2 separate regions of the Cricetulus griseus genome follow, and region 1 is linked to region 2. The links are chromatin contacts, called in public Hi-C maps. All regions are on one chromosome and are shown on one strand. Each heading gives the region's core, a stretch centred on a gene start, on an enhancer-like site or on the middle of the called end of the contact. The rest is flanking DNA. Distances are from core to core; before and after follow the strand shown. Region 1 overlaps Map4k5 (mitogen-activated protein kinase kinase kinase kinase 5). Region 2 holds the start of LOC113836000 (cleavage and polyadenylation specificity factor subunit 6-like).

Region 1 (6,921 bases), core at 3,704-6,203, 56 kb after region 2:
TTGTTTGTTTTGTTTTTAGATTTATTTTATCATTTTGTGGGTACAAGTGTTTTGCCTGGATGAGGGAGGGCATCAGATCTTCTAAGAGAGTTACAGACATTTGTTAGCTGCCGTGTGGGTCCTCTGAAAGAACAGCCAGTGCTCTTAACTGCTGAGCCAACTCTCCACCCCAATAATAAATAATTTTAATAGAGGCAATAATAGCATGTTTTGAAAGCTGGGGGACTAAAGAAAAGTCAGTCTGGGTGGAACAGGGAATAAGCCATGGGACATGAAGCTACAAAGCTAGATACTGTCTCAAACCCTGCTAAGGCTTTAGACTCGGGGTGTTCAGAAGCCATTAAAGGGAAGGAAGTGATGTGATCAGATGTAGACTTTTCAAAACATCTTTATGAATTCATAATGGAGAGTATGTTCACTGGAAAATGTTAAAGAACTACCCAGGAGAGCAGGGTGGAGATGACCGTAGCTTAAACCAGTGGTAGAGCACTACTAACGAGTTCTTCACTCAGGAGTCACCAGGAAGCTGGTGATTGAGTCATGGCTAAGAGGGAAGGATGACAAAATGCTTGCTACTGGATTTTGATTTGAAAACCTGGTGGATATAACTAACCACTTACTGAGGTAGAAGCATGAGAAAAGTTTGGGAAGAAAGATGAGTTTACTTTTATACTGAACAACGTGTTACATAAGAGGTCTGGTAAGGAGATAGGTGCTGGTTGTAGGGGAAGAATTTGACTATATAGATGTGGGTCACTGGAAAGGGAGAAGTAGCTTTGAGGAACAAATGTGACCCCCAGGGGAAGCAAATTAGATTGACAACTAAAGAGAGCTCATTAATTCAGAGCACCTTCTCTAGCCTCATGGCTTAAAATACTCTTAATATCCCTCTATCCAGTATTTCTCCTTTCTATACGGTATACACTTGCAGAAATTTTCCCCTTAAAGCTATCCCTGGTGCTGCCACTCCCTTGCAGTAAAAATCTCCAAACACTCCGTGAGCTCAAAAACTGAAAGCTGAGAGCCATTCATCTGACATTTAGGGCCTTTTGTGTCCACAGAGTGCCCTCATCTTCATTTCAGTGCACTCAATCAAATAACTGCCAAACCCCACTTCCTGCAAGTACTTCATTCTTGCATTATGTGATCATATTCTGTCTAGTGCATCCCCACATCTGCATAGCCAATGCCTGCTGTACTTCAGGCCCTGGGAAAGTGAGGATCAGAGCCTCTGTTCATCAGTTCAGTACAGAAGGAATCTCTATCCCTTGTCCAGGCTTTAACAGGATTTTTTTTTAACTAATAAATGGCACTGACCATTGTCTAATCTTGTATTCTTTGTCGTCCCAAACTAAACGCTTTGAGGAATAAAGTTTGTTTCTAACTGTGAATCCCTTCAGTGTTTTACACAGTGTAAACATGGAATAAGTAAATAAACATTTAAGGCATCTTAGTGTTCATTGTACTTTTTATTGTCTTTCTTATGAGAAATGTTTAAGTAATCATGTCAATAAGCAATCATTAGAAATAAACCTTTTATTTGTTGAAATTTTTAAGTGTGTTTATTATGCTTATATTCACAGCCCCATGCAATCATTCGTCATACAATTAGATCTACAAACAGGAATTCCAGAGCTGAACGGACAGCTTCAGAAATTAATTGTATGTGCATGTTATATATTTTTCATTGGTGGCCTTGGAGGGTTGGTCTGGGTATTCTTATATTTTTTTATGGGATTATAAAATCTTAGACTAATTGAGGCTGTATACTTTAGTATTTCAAAATATAGTAAAAATGCAGGCTGCTTTTCTGGTTTTATTGTAATTTTATTATTGTTTTTAAATAGTTTTTATTTTTAATTATGAAGACAATTGTTCCCATTGTAGGAAATTGACAAGAAATAAAAAAAATAGAAAATTTGCATTGCACTTCATCATATAAGCTATAGACAGCCCATTTTTTTTTTTCTGACTTCTTGCTTTGCCATGAATATTTCATGTGGCTAATTGTACTTTGACATAATAGAGAAGCATTTTCTGTTTGCTGGCACTGACTTTATAACTACACACTGTGTTGCAGGTTGAGTCATGCTTGTTTCATGCTGTAGGAAATAGTCTTCTGTTACTGGGCATTTGGGTGGGTTTTAACTATTGCAGATCAATATGAAGATAACTCTTTACAAATATTTAAAATGGAATTTTGATTTTTTAATGAGTTAATCATAAACAGACAAAAATTTTATATCAACCACCTTTGTCACCTCAGCCACATTTAAAAAACAGAAGTTTTGATATGGATTTCCTGGCTGAGATTTGTATTGTTTCATGAAATTAAAGTGATTTGTGATAAAATGAGATGCATGACTAACAATACAAATAGAATGTTAGCCATAATGAGGTAAGATAATTCATTAAGTATTTGAACCAATTAGAATTCTTACAGATGATTATCCAATAGCTGTCTGCATTTTATTTTATTTTCATTTTTTGGAAGGTGGCTGTATTGCCCAGGCCAGCTTCAAACTCACAGTGACTTTTCTTCCTCAGTCTCCAGGGTCCTGAGACTATAGGGTGTACCAGCATGCCTGGCTTAAGTCTGTTTTCTTCAAACAAGTATTCCTAGCTCTTTGAAAGATTGTCTTCCCTTACCTGTTGATCAACAGTACTTGTCATAGATAAGCAAGTAATAACTCAATACTTGGTGTCTTTTTAGTGCTAGTGCTCACCTTGCTGTCTTTTTTCTAAAATTAGTTATGTATTTACTATGTACCTACTGAGCCATCTTGCCAGAGTCTTGTTGCTTCTTGTGAAAAATTTCTGAGGGCCCCAGATCCCAAAGATAACCTTTTTGATAAAGCTGTATTTACTTTGTGTAGCTATATAATGTTCTTTTAATGTGATCTAACTTGTCTTTTATTTATAGCCTTTGCATTTTATGCTATATTCTTTGTTTTAATCTAATCATTTTTTTAAATTTTCATGTATGAGTGTTTAGCCTACATGTAAATAGGTGCACCATGAATGTGCCTGGTGTCTGCAGAGGTCAGAAGAGGGCATAGGATCCTCTGAACCTGGAGTTAGGGATGGTTGTGAGCTATCATGTGGGTACTGGCAACCAAATCTAGGTCCTCTGCAAGAGTAACAAATGCTCTTAACCAGTGAGTCATTTCTTCAGTTCCTTATGCTATGTCCTTGATTCTGAGACTGCAAAAAGAATGTTCTATGGTGTATTCTTCTATTTTGCAATTCCACTTTTTAGATACTTAACTTAATGTGTAAACTGAAGACTAGACTTCATCTTTTTTGTCATTTTTTTTTCCCCCCCGTGGATTCAAGATACGATCTTTATTGTAAAAATAAATCCCCATGCCTGTCCTAGGACTTGTTCCTGGGAATTCTGTTATGTTGCTTTGCGTGTCTGTTCGTGTACAGCAGCACACTTGTGAGTATTCCATCTGCTAAAATGTATTACAACTGTTTCTCCTCCTGCTCCTGCTTCTCTTCCTCCATGTCCAGGTGCACACATTGTTGTTCTTTTAATTATATCTGACTATTATACAATTACATTTTAGAATCTGCTTATCTAGTTTTTAAATTTATTTTTGCTGATGTGTCTAAATTTACATATTAACAGAGTTGACATCTTTATAATGCTCAGCCTTAATTAAAAGACCTTCCCTCCCCACTTTGGGGAGCGGGGGTCAAGATTTAGTTTTCTTCACGAGTGCTCAGAATGTTGATATTTTCATGGAGTATGCCTTGGATAAAGTTAAAGTCATTTTACTGGTGGTTTTTTTTTTTTTTTTGTCTTCACATTTAAACAATTTTCCTTTTATAGATACCAGAGTATTTTATGGCTCTGTTTTTGCTTGCTTAATAGATTTCAGTTCTATCCTGGTTTTTGCTTCAGTTTTCTTAAGTTGGGCTGGTAATTTATATACAATAAATGATCCAATCTTAAATGTGATGCATGGTAAAAATTTGCAGATATATACAACATACCTGGATCTCAGAGTTGCCATGCTCTGTCACAGTCAGTACTTCCACCCTCCCCTGTCTCCAGATTAACTGATATTCTCATCCCTGTCACATAGGTTCCTTTTTAACCGATCTTGACTTTTAGACAAGTAGCATGACACAGTGGACCCTTTTCTTTAACTCAGCCATATCTGTGAGAGTCATTCACGCCATTGTGTAAGACTACATGGTGGTGGAATATTACATTAATGAGTATGTTACAACTCACCCGATCTTCTGTTGACTTTGCTTTGGGCTATTGTAATCATTCTATGTATTCTTACTGTATATTTTTTGTGGACATTAATAATTTTTGAACCTGGCTGTTGATATAACAAAATATTTGAGGCAAACAAAGGAAGAAAGATTTGCTTTGACTCATGTCTCTTGAGTTTTCAGTCCATGGTCACTTGGCCGTATTGCTTTTGGGCCTATAGTGAGGCAGAACAGTATAATTAAGGTTCATCATGGAAGAGCTGTTCACCACATGAGATGAGACATTGGAGTAAGTTGAACTGGCCAGAAACAATATACAGTCCCCAAGGACCCACTCCCTTAAGTTAGGCCCCACCTTTAACTCTGTGTCATCTCCCAATAGCCTTTCTGTTTATGAACCCATTATTTAATTAATCCATTTTGGGGTTACAGCCCTCATGAGCCAGTCACTTCCCCAAAGCCCGTCAGCTAGATTTTAGCACATAGATTTTCATGGACATTTCACATCAGGCCATAACATATCCAGTGTTAGATTGGCCAGGGATGAAGAAATATTCTAACAAAGTCACATTTTTTAATTCTTTGCAGTGATATAAAACATACCATAGAAACCATGTGGCATCTTATCTAACAAAGAAATAGAAGAGGCGCAGCAGGACCAGAATTCAGGGGAAGTTAAACTAATGACTCACAGTGAGGACATGTGACTGGGGAAGGCTGAGCGCCGGGTCTGTTCTGAGAGTGGACTCTGAAGCCTCCTGTAGCTGAACATTGCATTTAGAAGTGCCTTCGTTTGAAGCTCGGTGTCTGGGTTGGATCTGAGTCAGTGACTTAGATCTTCCAGACGTAATACAATGATTCACTGAAATGAACATGATTTCACCAGGCAGGTCCCTGGCAGCCTGATTTAAAGAGCGGTTTCTCAGTGAGAAAGCTGTGTAGCTCAGAGGGTTTTCATTTCATGAAACGTTGTCACATGCAGAGTGGCCTTGGGAGAAATTATGTTCTTTCCGGCCTTTGCATTTGGATTTGTGTTTGTCCTCCCAGGCTGGTGAGTGCCAGAAAAAAAGTTTGTTTCTCTCTTTCTCAGATCAAGATACAGGCATAATATCATTGTGGCACTTAATCTCAGTTGAGACAGGAGGATGGCAAGTGTTCAGAGCCAGCCAGAACTACATGGTGAAACTCTTACCTAAAAAAAAAAAAAAAAAAAAAAGACAAGTAAATGAGAATTTTAAACAAGCTGAGGAGACTTTTACAAACTTCTTACACTTCCATAGTCCCAAGTGTTTTGTTGCCTTTGTCTGAATGAAGGTGAAGCCGGTTAAACTTCCTCCCTGAACTAAAGCCCAAGCATCTGTACATCTGGAATCGCTGCCCCCAACTCCAGTTTCTACATCCATCACAGGCACATGCTGAGACACACTGAGTTTACAGTTTTACACCAATTGGACTGTGGTTCTGTTGTCTGACGAGGGTTCGTTAAACTTCGTAGGTCTGTGGATCTATGTTTTTTATTGTTTGGCTGCTGTTTCTTTGAAATGTCTGCCATTGTCTCTCCTCTGCTTCTGAGACCCTTGTTAACATGAACTCTCTGATTTCATAGCTCACTGAGGTTTTGCTCTCCCTGCACCCTCACCTCTACATGAGAGGAACTTTGTTCTTGTGCTCATTCTGCTATTAAGCCATTCAGTGAGTTTTATTTCAGGTCCACTATTTTTCAAATATGAACTTTAGTCATACCCAGATTACAGATATACATCTATATGCATATTTAGAAATGTAATTCTGTTTCTGTGCTGAGATTGTCTGCTTTACCCACTGTCTGTCTCAAAAGTCCTCAAGCATGTTGATGTTTTTAAAGTTCCTATCTGCTGCTTGCCTGTATCATCTGAATCTGTTTCTTCTTTTTTTCAACTGTCTTTTGTTCCTGTTTTTGTATCTTGGACAATGTAACACCATATTGAGCATCTAAATTTTGTCCTTTTCCTATGAAGACCCTTTTATGGATCTAGAGTTCCACTGACAAAAGCTCAGATGTCTGTCCTAATACCACAGGCTATCCCATGCTGTCTGTCCTAATACTGCAGGCTATCCGGTGTTCACAGTGCTGTCCTCCAGCTATATACGCAACTGCCTGTGACTCCAGTTCCAGGCACTCATGTGAACACTCTGTTTAGCTGAAGGCAAAACATTCACACACATGAAACAAATCTTCTTTCAAAATGTTTTTAGATTATGTTAAATGTTATTAATGGATCCAGGATTTTATTTTAGATTGATATTTAAGCAAATAACATATTTTATGGAATGTCTTCCTTAGTGCTGAAATTTTAAGCCAGACATGGTTGTGCACACTTGTAACCCCACCCAGGACTACAGAGTCTAAGGCAGGAGGAAGATCCCAAGTGGAGAGCCAGCCTAAGTGTACATAATGAGTTCCAGGCCAGCCTGGGTTTATCTTAAAATATAAAAATAAATAAATTTTCAGAAAGAAGGGAGGAAGAGAGGAAAAATTTATGCCTTACTATTTTTGTTCCATATAACAAATTATGTTAGTGCCTTGTATTATTTTTTACAAGTTTTGTTACTGGGGATAAATGCAACTAGATCTTATTTGAAAGCCTTTTAACAATTAGTTAAGTTTGTATTTAGAAATCTTGTGTCTTTATTAGTATAAATGTTGAA
Region 2 (7,502 bases), core at 627-3,126:
GTTTTTTTCAAGACAGCACACACATAAGCTTTGTCCCTGGAGCATGTAAGTCTGGGCTTTACTTAGTCCCCTAAATAAGTGCCCTTTGTGTGGGGAACACACGAAAATGCATATATTCCCTGTTCTGTTATGGTGTTAATTTATTTTCAATTATTTATTTATTTAATTATAAATAAATTATTTATTATTAATTAATTAATTAATTTTTATTTTATTTATTTTATTTATTTAAGTGCATTTCTCAAAACAGAATTGGACATGTCACCTGAAACTTGTTCTGTTGTGATTTTCAGTCACTAAACAGACAGTAGCTATGTATTAACCTGGCTTTCCCATTTTTTCTTAAATTCTTATTTAATTTTTTGTTTTGCCTGCATGTATGTCTGTGCACCATGTGCGTGTCCGGTGCCTAAAGAGGCCAGAGGAGGGAGTCAGATTACCCGGATTTACAAACAGTTGTGAGCAGCCATGCAGGTGCTGCGAATCAACCCAGGTCCTCTGTAGAGCAGCTGGTGTTCTTAACCACTGAGATCTCCCCAGTCCTTAATCTGGTTTTTCTGCCGACAATCTCTTCAGGATTCTAGAAATAATTTTACCAGTCTACCTAAAGGTGGTAATTTAATTTCTACCTTCAGAACAGGGTTGGAACTCAAACGGCAAAACAGTCTGTGAAACATTAACCAGATAGCTTCTCTTGATTCCTGCTCAATATTCTGTGTATTGTTAAAGGGTTCAAACCCTCTTACAATTGATAATCCTCTTTGCAATCCTGTAAAAAGCTTTACAAGCATTTCTCGGGTGTCAAATGCAAAAACCTTATCCTCTTCTAACTACAGATAAGGACACTGAGATGTTGCAAAGTATGCCTTGTCCCAGATCACCTCCTTTGGAAGTGCTGGAGCCAGAACCAGACCAAGGTCCCTAGCTTTGTCTTAGCATCTCCAGAACTCCTGGTCCCCTTAAAGTTGCAATACTGTGGCGGTGTTCAGAGACCCCTGGAACTTCGTAGGGACTGGGGGTTTTCAGAAAGGGCTAGGGAAACCACGGTGGAAGACAGGTTGTGCAGGTGTGCGGTCCAGCCTCAGAACTGGTACCACGGGGAACAGTCTGTAAAACAGGAAGGTGCAGTCGGGTGTGCCCGCGTTTAGTTAACCAGGCACTCCCCCACCTCCTTCCCGGGCGGCCTCAGTTTACCTTGACCCTGTGGCACTAGGAGAGCAGCGCTCCAGCGGCGGCCTCCAGCAGGCCCTCCTCCTCCTCTCTCTCGTCCCTCTGGCAACCGGACGAATCCCGGCCAGGCCTGGGCGGGTCCGAAGCCTCACGAACGCCCCGAGCGCCCCACAAGCCGCTGGGAGGCGGGGCACGACGGCGGCGAGGGTGTCGTGCACTCGGCGGGCCTCAGGGCGGCACTCTGGGCCCGCGGCCTGCGCTCTCGGGCGGGCCGGCTCGATCCACGGCGGCCGCGAACGTGTCTCCCGGTGACGCAGCCGCGGGTGGGGAACGTGGTGCGGCGGCGGCGGCGACGGCGGGGACGACTGCGCGCACGGCCGTCTTCGTGAGGACGCGGATCTCCGACGCGGCGCTCGCTCGGCAGGGAACGGGCGGCCCCCTCGGGTGCGGACGGCTCGGGGCCTGGCGGGGCCTGGCGGGCCCGGGAGGCCCGGAGGCCGCCGGGGTCGCGGCCCGTGACGCCCCCGCGCTCGCTCTCGCGGGTGCAGGCGCAGCTGCGCGCCGAGGAGGCTCCATGTTGGGAAGCGCCGCGCGCCCTCGTTAGCGGGATCCGGGCGCCGCGGGCAGAGCCCCGGGCTGGGCGCAGCGAAGATGGAGGCCCCGCTGCGGCCTGCCGCCGACATCCTGAGGCGGAACCCGCAGCACGACTACGAGCTGGTGCAGAGGGTCGGCAGCGGCACCTACGGGGATGTGTACAAGGTGAGGCCCGGGCCCGGGCCCGGCCTGCTAGCGTGGGGCGTCCCCGGGATGCGCCGGACCGCAGCGTCCGGCCAGGAAGCGGCCCGGACCCCGCGGCAGGGTTCCGAGCACCCTGGGTTCCCCACCGGTTCTAATGCTGCCCACGGGCACGGCTAACCGCACCTTCCAAACCACCGCTGAGCTTTTTTGTGGTTTTTAAGGCGTACGTTTGGTGTTTAAGTTACTTTGAAGGATGTTCTCCTGTTAGGGTGGAAAAAATGCCTCGCGGAAGGCGGCAGGGCAGGAGAGAATATTGCAAATCCAGACACTTGCATTCTAAATTATTGTTATGGATGAACTTGGCTTTGAAAAGCTATGTGGATCCTGGCTATGAATTGTGAACTGTAAGCAGTCTGGTACTGGAGTAAAATGATATGTGTGTAAACACAGTGGCCTGTAGGAAGATGTTTTTAGAGACCGGTGAGATGGCTCAGCAGGTAAAAGCGCTTGCTGCCAAGCTTTCAGATCACAATCGGTCCACGGATTCTCCCGGTGGAAGCAAGTAGTCCTCTGACCTCTACAGGCATCTCCCCCACCCCCCAACACTCGCACATAAGCCCAGTAAATAAGTAAAATGTAATTAAATTTAAACAAATTTAGAGAAAGATGTTTTTCATCTGGCAGAAGTTTAAGCATTTGTGCCTGGTTGATAATAAGAAATATAATGACTTAATGGGTTTTCCTATTCCAGTAATTCCTCTCTTTGGGATTTATAGCATTCCATAATCCTGAGTGGATAAGAGCTGCAGTCATTTTAGTGCCCTCTTATATTAAGATAAATAATAATAAATTTGTAATTTGCCATTGCAAAAACACATTTGCATTGCAAAAAGCAATGCCATTGCAAACCACACCAATTTCTTAAGTCAGCTTTGTTTTTGAAGGGTTCAGAAGGACAAGACTATCGATGATTCCCTTATGGCTTTTGGTCTTTGTCTCAAAAGGCAGAATTACTGCAGTTCCTTATGGGTATTAAGAAAAAGTTTCTTTTTACAGCATCTTGTTATTTTGACCTATGTGTCAGTCTGTTCCAAAGAGTGATCTCCATGTAGCCCACATGGCCTTGTTACATGAGTAATCGATTGGTTCCACTGTGGTATGTTGACCTACACAGGTGGTTCTATGCAAGGAAAACATCTCTTTTCTGTGCTCGTTTCTGAACAATTTTGTTAGTAGTTCCTTGGGGTGGTATCAGGATACCCTAGCACTGATTCTGAGGTGAGGGCTCTCTGGATAGGCTTTTTACCGGTAAAAACAGGCATTGAGGCTAGCCAGACACTGTTCCAGGTACTGGGCTGTCCCAACAGTGATCACGGTGCTGACTCTGGTCTTGAATACCTTTGATGCAAAGTGCACAATTACTGTGGAATCTCCTTCCTTATGTAAATTAGGGTAGTTAGTGCATCTTGGGCTATCTGGGCATTTTAGGAAACACTTGGCCTTTAAGAAACAGAAACTCATCTTTGCTTTCTGGGTCCCATTCTAAATCATCTTTGTCTTATGATTCACTGTGAGTTAGACCAGTTCAGTTCCATTCATGGTAATTATACAATACTCTAAATTCTAGTTCTAAATTCTAGTTCTTGCTTCACCCCTCCCTGCTTCACCCCTACAACAGAAAATTTAAAGGGAATATTTTCTCCACAAGGATCTTGCCAAGACCTCCACGTTTATCTTTACAGAGTTAACAACCAGAGCAGCTCTCTGGAAAGATTGTATTCTTGCCTGGGGGAGAGGGGGGAGCAAAATTTGTGTTAAAAGGACAGCTGACTGCCTGCTTCTTCTCCAGCTGCTTCCCGGTCTTCAGCTCATGAGTCAACAGTCAGAGCCTAAATACTTACCACCCCCACCTCCCACCTTTCCTAGCCATGCTCCCATCAAATGTATTCTCCTCACACACTAGACCAGCCTCTGAGTCCCAAACAGCCTTTAGACATTAGTGTGTCCTTCTTGTGTTCATCTCCCTCCCCCATTCACCACCTGTTGCCAGTTTTGCTGTCGAGGAAAGCATTACCTCCATTCTAATAAGCCCAGCCCCTCACCTTGACCTCTGACCTCACCCACCACTCTCCTCTCCCTTTCTGATCTGACCACACTGGCTTGCCCCTGTTCCTTAAACAATAAACATCTTCCCACATTGGAGTCTTTGTTCTGGCTGCTTCCTCTGTTCAGTATCTTTCCCCAGACAGTAAATGTCTTGCTTCCTTCCTTTCAGAATACCTGACCATCTTTGTACTTACTGCTGCCAGGCACAGGGTTTTACTTCTTTTATTTCTCTGTTTTGATTCAATAAAGTACTTCACACAGACAGGAACCACCCCCGCCCCCATGTTTGGGTATATCTTAACACCTCGGATTAGGCTGAGCACAGAGTAGATGATTCCTAAAAGGTTGATAACCAAATAAATGACTCTAAGTGAGTCTGTCACCTGGTTGTCTGAGCACTTAATTTTAACACCACAACAGTGTGTAATTCTCTGTGTATTCCTGCACTGCTCTTCATGATAACTGCATGTCTGCTTTCTTTATAAATTTCCATAGCTTGAGTTTCCTGGGAAAACATCTTTGAAAAGCTGTTTCATAGCATATTTATTGTCTGTGATCTAAGCCCTATGGAATTTTGTGAGTTTATACTTACTCCCTCATATGCCTAGAACATGAAACTGTGGAAGACTTTAAGGCAGAGTGGTTGTAATATGATTGTGTATTTTTAAGAAACTGAAAATCCTAGGGAGCTTTAAAAGTGTTTTCCATTCATGATACAAACTAGTAAAATAATCACAATGAAAAGTAATATAGTCTCTTCCACCACTTACTCATCTTAGGTTCTTTTTATTACCTGAGCTGTATTCTGAAGTAATAACTTTAAAAAGCCTTGAGATTCTTTGTGAATTGTCTTCACACCCTGCTAACACACAGGGTTTGTTGGAACCCCCTGTCTTTCCTACAGCTTCCCAAGAGGTTCACACTCCCATCTTTTTGTTTGTTTGTTTTTTTGTTTTTCGAGGCAGGGGTTTCTCTGTGTAGCTTTGGAGCCTATCCTGGCACTTGCTCTGTATACCAGGCTGGCCTCGAACTCACAGAGATCCGCCTGCCTCTGCCTCCCGAGTGCTGGGATTAAAGGCGTGTGCCACCAATGCCCAGCTTTCACACTCCATCTTAAAAGCCGTTCTCTGCCTGCAAGAGGAGGAATGTAAAGATTCAGATAAATGCAGGAAATCTTTGAGGACAGAGCAGGAAATGGGGGGGGGGGCAAACACAAAGAGAAGAAATGGATGATGGATGAAGGGTTCCAGCAAGGCGGATCCTGTTTGCTAACAGGAAGGGGGGAACCCTGAAGATAGTGTCTCCTACCTCTGTCCACAGATGATTTGGGCACACAGAACAGTTGTCTGGTCATTATCATGTCTCACAACCTGTATCATTTTGTACCATTTTGAACCAAAATTGCTTCCAGTTTAGTTTCCAGAGAAATTCTAAGATCTTTTCACCTTTTATAGGATGTAAATCTGGAGTAGGGGATCTATGTACTTTTTAAAAACTCTTGTTAACTCTTTGATTATCTAAGTGTGACATGTTTAGTTCCAGGATAGCTGTACTATAGCAAACAGACCAATTCTTAGGAAATATTTGCTTAAGGATATTAGTGACAGTAAATTGCCTGGATATATATAATAAATATGACTAATAATGTAGGTGTCCTCCCCTCAGGCATTTTAAGTGTTTTTAAATGAATCCTTTTCATTGTTTTATAATGGCGGACATGATATAGCGTGTGCTTGGAATGACGAACACGTTTTTAAAATACTGTTTTTAAAAGAATCCATTGAATGAATCTCTAAGTTCTACATTAGTTATTTACAATTTTTAAGATTCTTTTGCCATTTTAAATGACAGTTTGTGTAGAAATCTTTTGTCCTATCGTCGTACCATTTCTGTGGATTCCTCTGTAAGTTAGATGTGTTAGATCTGCAGTAATGAATCCCTCTTTTATTCAAAGCCCCCCATTCCTTTCCCCCAAGCCAAGAGTCAGGATTCTGGAATGGCTTTAGGCATTTTTGAAACATATGGTAGGATCCCATTATAAAGAAACAGCTTAGTACATCCAGCATTGGATAGTGATAGAGTGTGCCAACTCTGTGCTGGGGTTTGGAGATGCAGGCGGAGGAAGAGAAAGTACACTATCAAAAGGAGTGTGTAGTTTAGTCAAGAAAAGAGACATGCAATCATCATAATTTGGTAAGTGCCATAGTAGATATGGAAATCCTCAACTCTGTCTTTAATAGGGATGGGGCAAGGTAGTCAGCTGGGGAAGATTGACAAAAGAAGAGTCAGTAACTGGAGTTTTGGAAGGTTTTGTTGTTGTTACTGTTTTATACAGATTGGTTATTAGATTGACCAGGTAGGAAAAGAAATTTCAGATTGTGGGACTAGTATTCACAAGCACCTAGGATCCTAGGAACTGGCAGAAACTTTGACGAGGCTTGATGTATATGCATCTTCCTCCCAGGTCCCTTGCAGCAAGCCTGGAAGAGCTGGCAGTGGAGGGCAGGAAAAGACAAGATGGCAGATCTTGTATGCTGGCGTGAAGGAATTTGTATTTTTTTTTTTTTTCAGTAGTCTGAGGTATTTTAGGAGGAAGTTTTCCTTGGTTTAGGGTAGATAATACAGAAGGGTTAGAATGTAGAGAATAATCAGGATGAGAGTTGATTTAAGTTTGGATATTGGTATAGGAGACTGAAGGGTGATGGATTTGAGTTCAGATTTATATGATGGTTTTTTAAATAATACACGTGACCTGTAAGAGAGAGAGAGAAGGTAATTGATGGCATTTAGGTGTTTTGGTTTGTGTTTATTTTTGTCTTGGGTGACAGTTTTTGTACTATTAACAGGAAACACAAATTTTGTGGGATGTGAATTTTGTGTTTGGCTTTGTTCGTCAGACATGGTGTAAGTAAGTGAATGTGTCTCTTAGGTAGGAGGAAATGTTCCAGTCCTGGGAGCTCTGAACTGGGGATACAGGTTTAGGAGTCATCTCAGTGCCTGTGATGTGTAGTGAGGTCACCCAGGAAGTTTTCAGGAGAGCCAAGGCAATGTCAGTCTCAGAGAGGGGCAGAAGAAAACAGTTCACTGAAGGTGTCAGAAGAAACAGGGCCCAGGGAGGTTTTTTCCGTAGGAGTTGAGACCTGCTCTTGGCCCTCTCCTGCTTTCATCTGCTCTGTTTGTAATGAGGAAACATGGTGGTTAATAATAATAACAACAATAATAAATGTAGTAACTTTCAAGAATAATAGCTATTATTATTAATGTTGTTATTATTGAAACTACATGGCCTTACATCTACCGCTGTACCACTGTTTTTGTTTTTTGCTTTTCAAGACAGCGTTTCTTTGTGTCTCCTTGGCTGTCCTGGAAGTTACTATAGACTGGGCTGGCCTTGAACTCAAAGATCTGCCTGCCTCTGCCTTCCGAGTTTTGGGACTAAAGTCATGCTCAACCTAACCTCCACCCTCAGCTTACTAAATATATCTTGA

The links. Hi-C and Micro-C count contacts between places; a contact is called where the count stands out from the background.
Region 1: a Hi-C map of the CHO-K1 cell line shows a contact between it and region 2, with 2.0 times the contacts expected there. The contact joins the enhancer-like site here to the promoter of LOC113836000 in region 2.

The regions. Positions count from the first base shown.
Region 1 is chr5:133,557,873-133,564,793 of CriGri-PICRH-1.0, forward strand. Map4k5 (mitogen-activated protein kinase kinase kinase kinase 5) reads left to right here. Exons shown (of 32, transcript XM_027418172.2): 13 at 1,584-1,662. Among named protein-coding and RNA genes, the nearest start is that of Cdkl1, 54 kb to the right of the region's middle. Within about 2 kb of position 4,954, at least 4 of the 6 cell types and tissues checked have open chromatin away from gene starts, as enhancers often do. A contact at or near this core is called in the CHO-K1 cell line, where this site is marked.
Region 2 is chr5:133,504,739-133,512,240 of CriGri-PICRH-1.0, forward strand. LOC113836000 (cleavage and polyadenylation specificity factor subunit 6-like) reads right to left here and starts at 1,877. Exons shown (of 2, transcript XM_027418176.2): 1 at 1,195-1,877. The coding sequence starts at 1,853. It overlaps Map4k5 (mitogen-activated protein kinase kinase kinase kinase 5), which reads left to right and starts at 1,789. Exons shown (of 32, transcript XM_027418172.2): 1 at 1,789-1,929. The coding sequence starts at 1,822.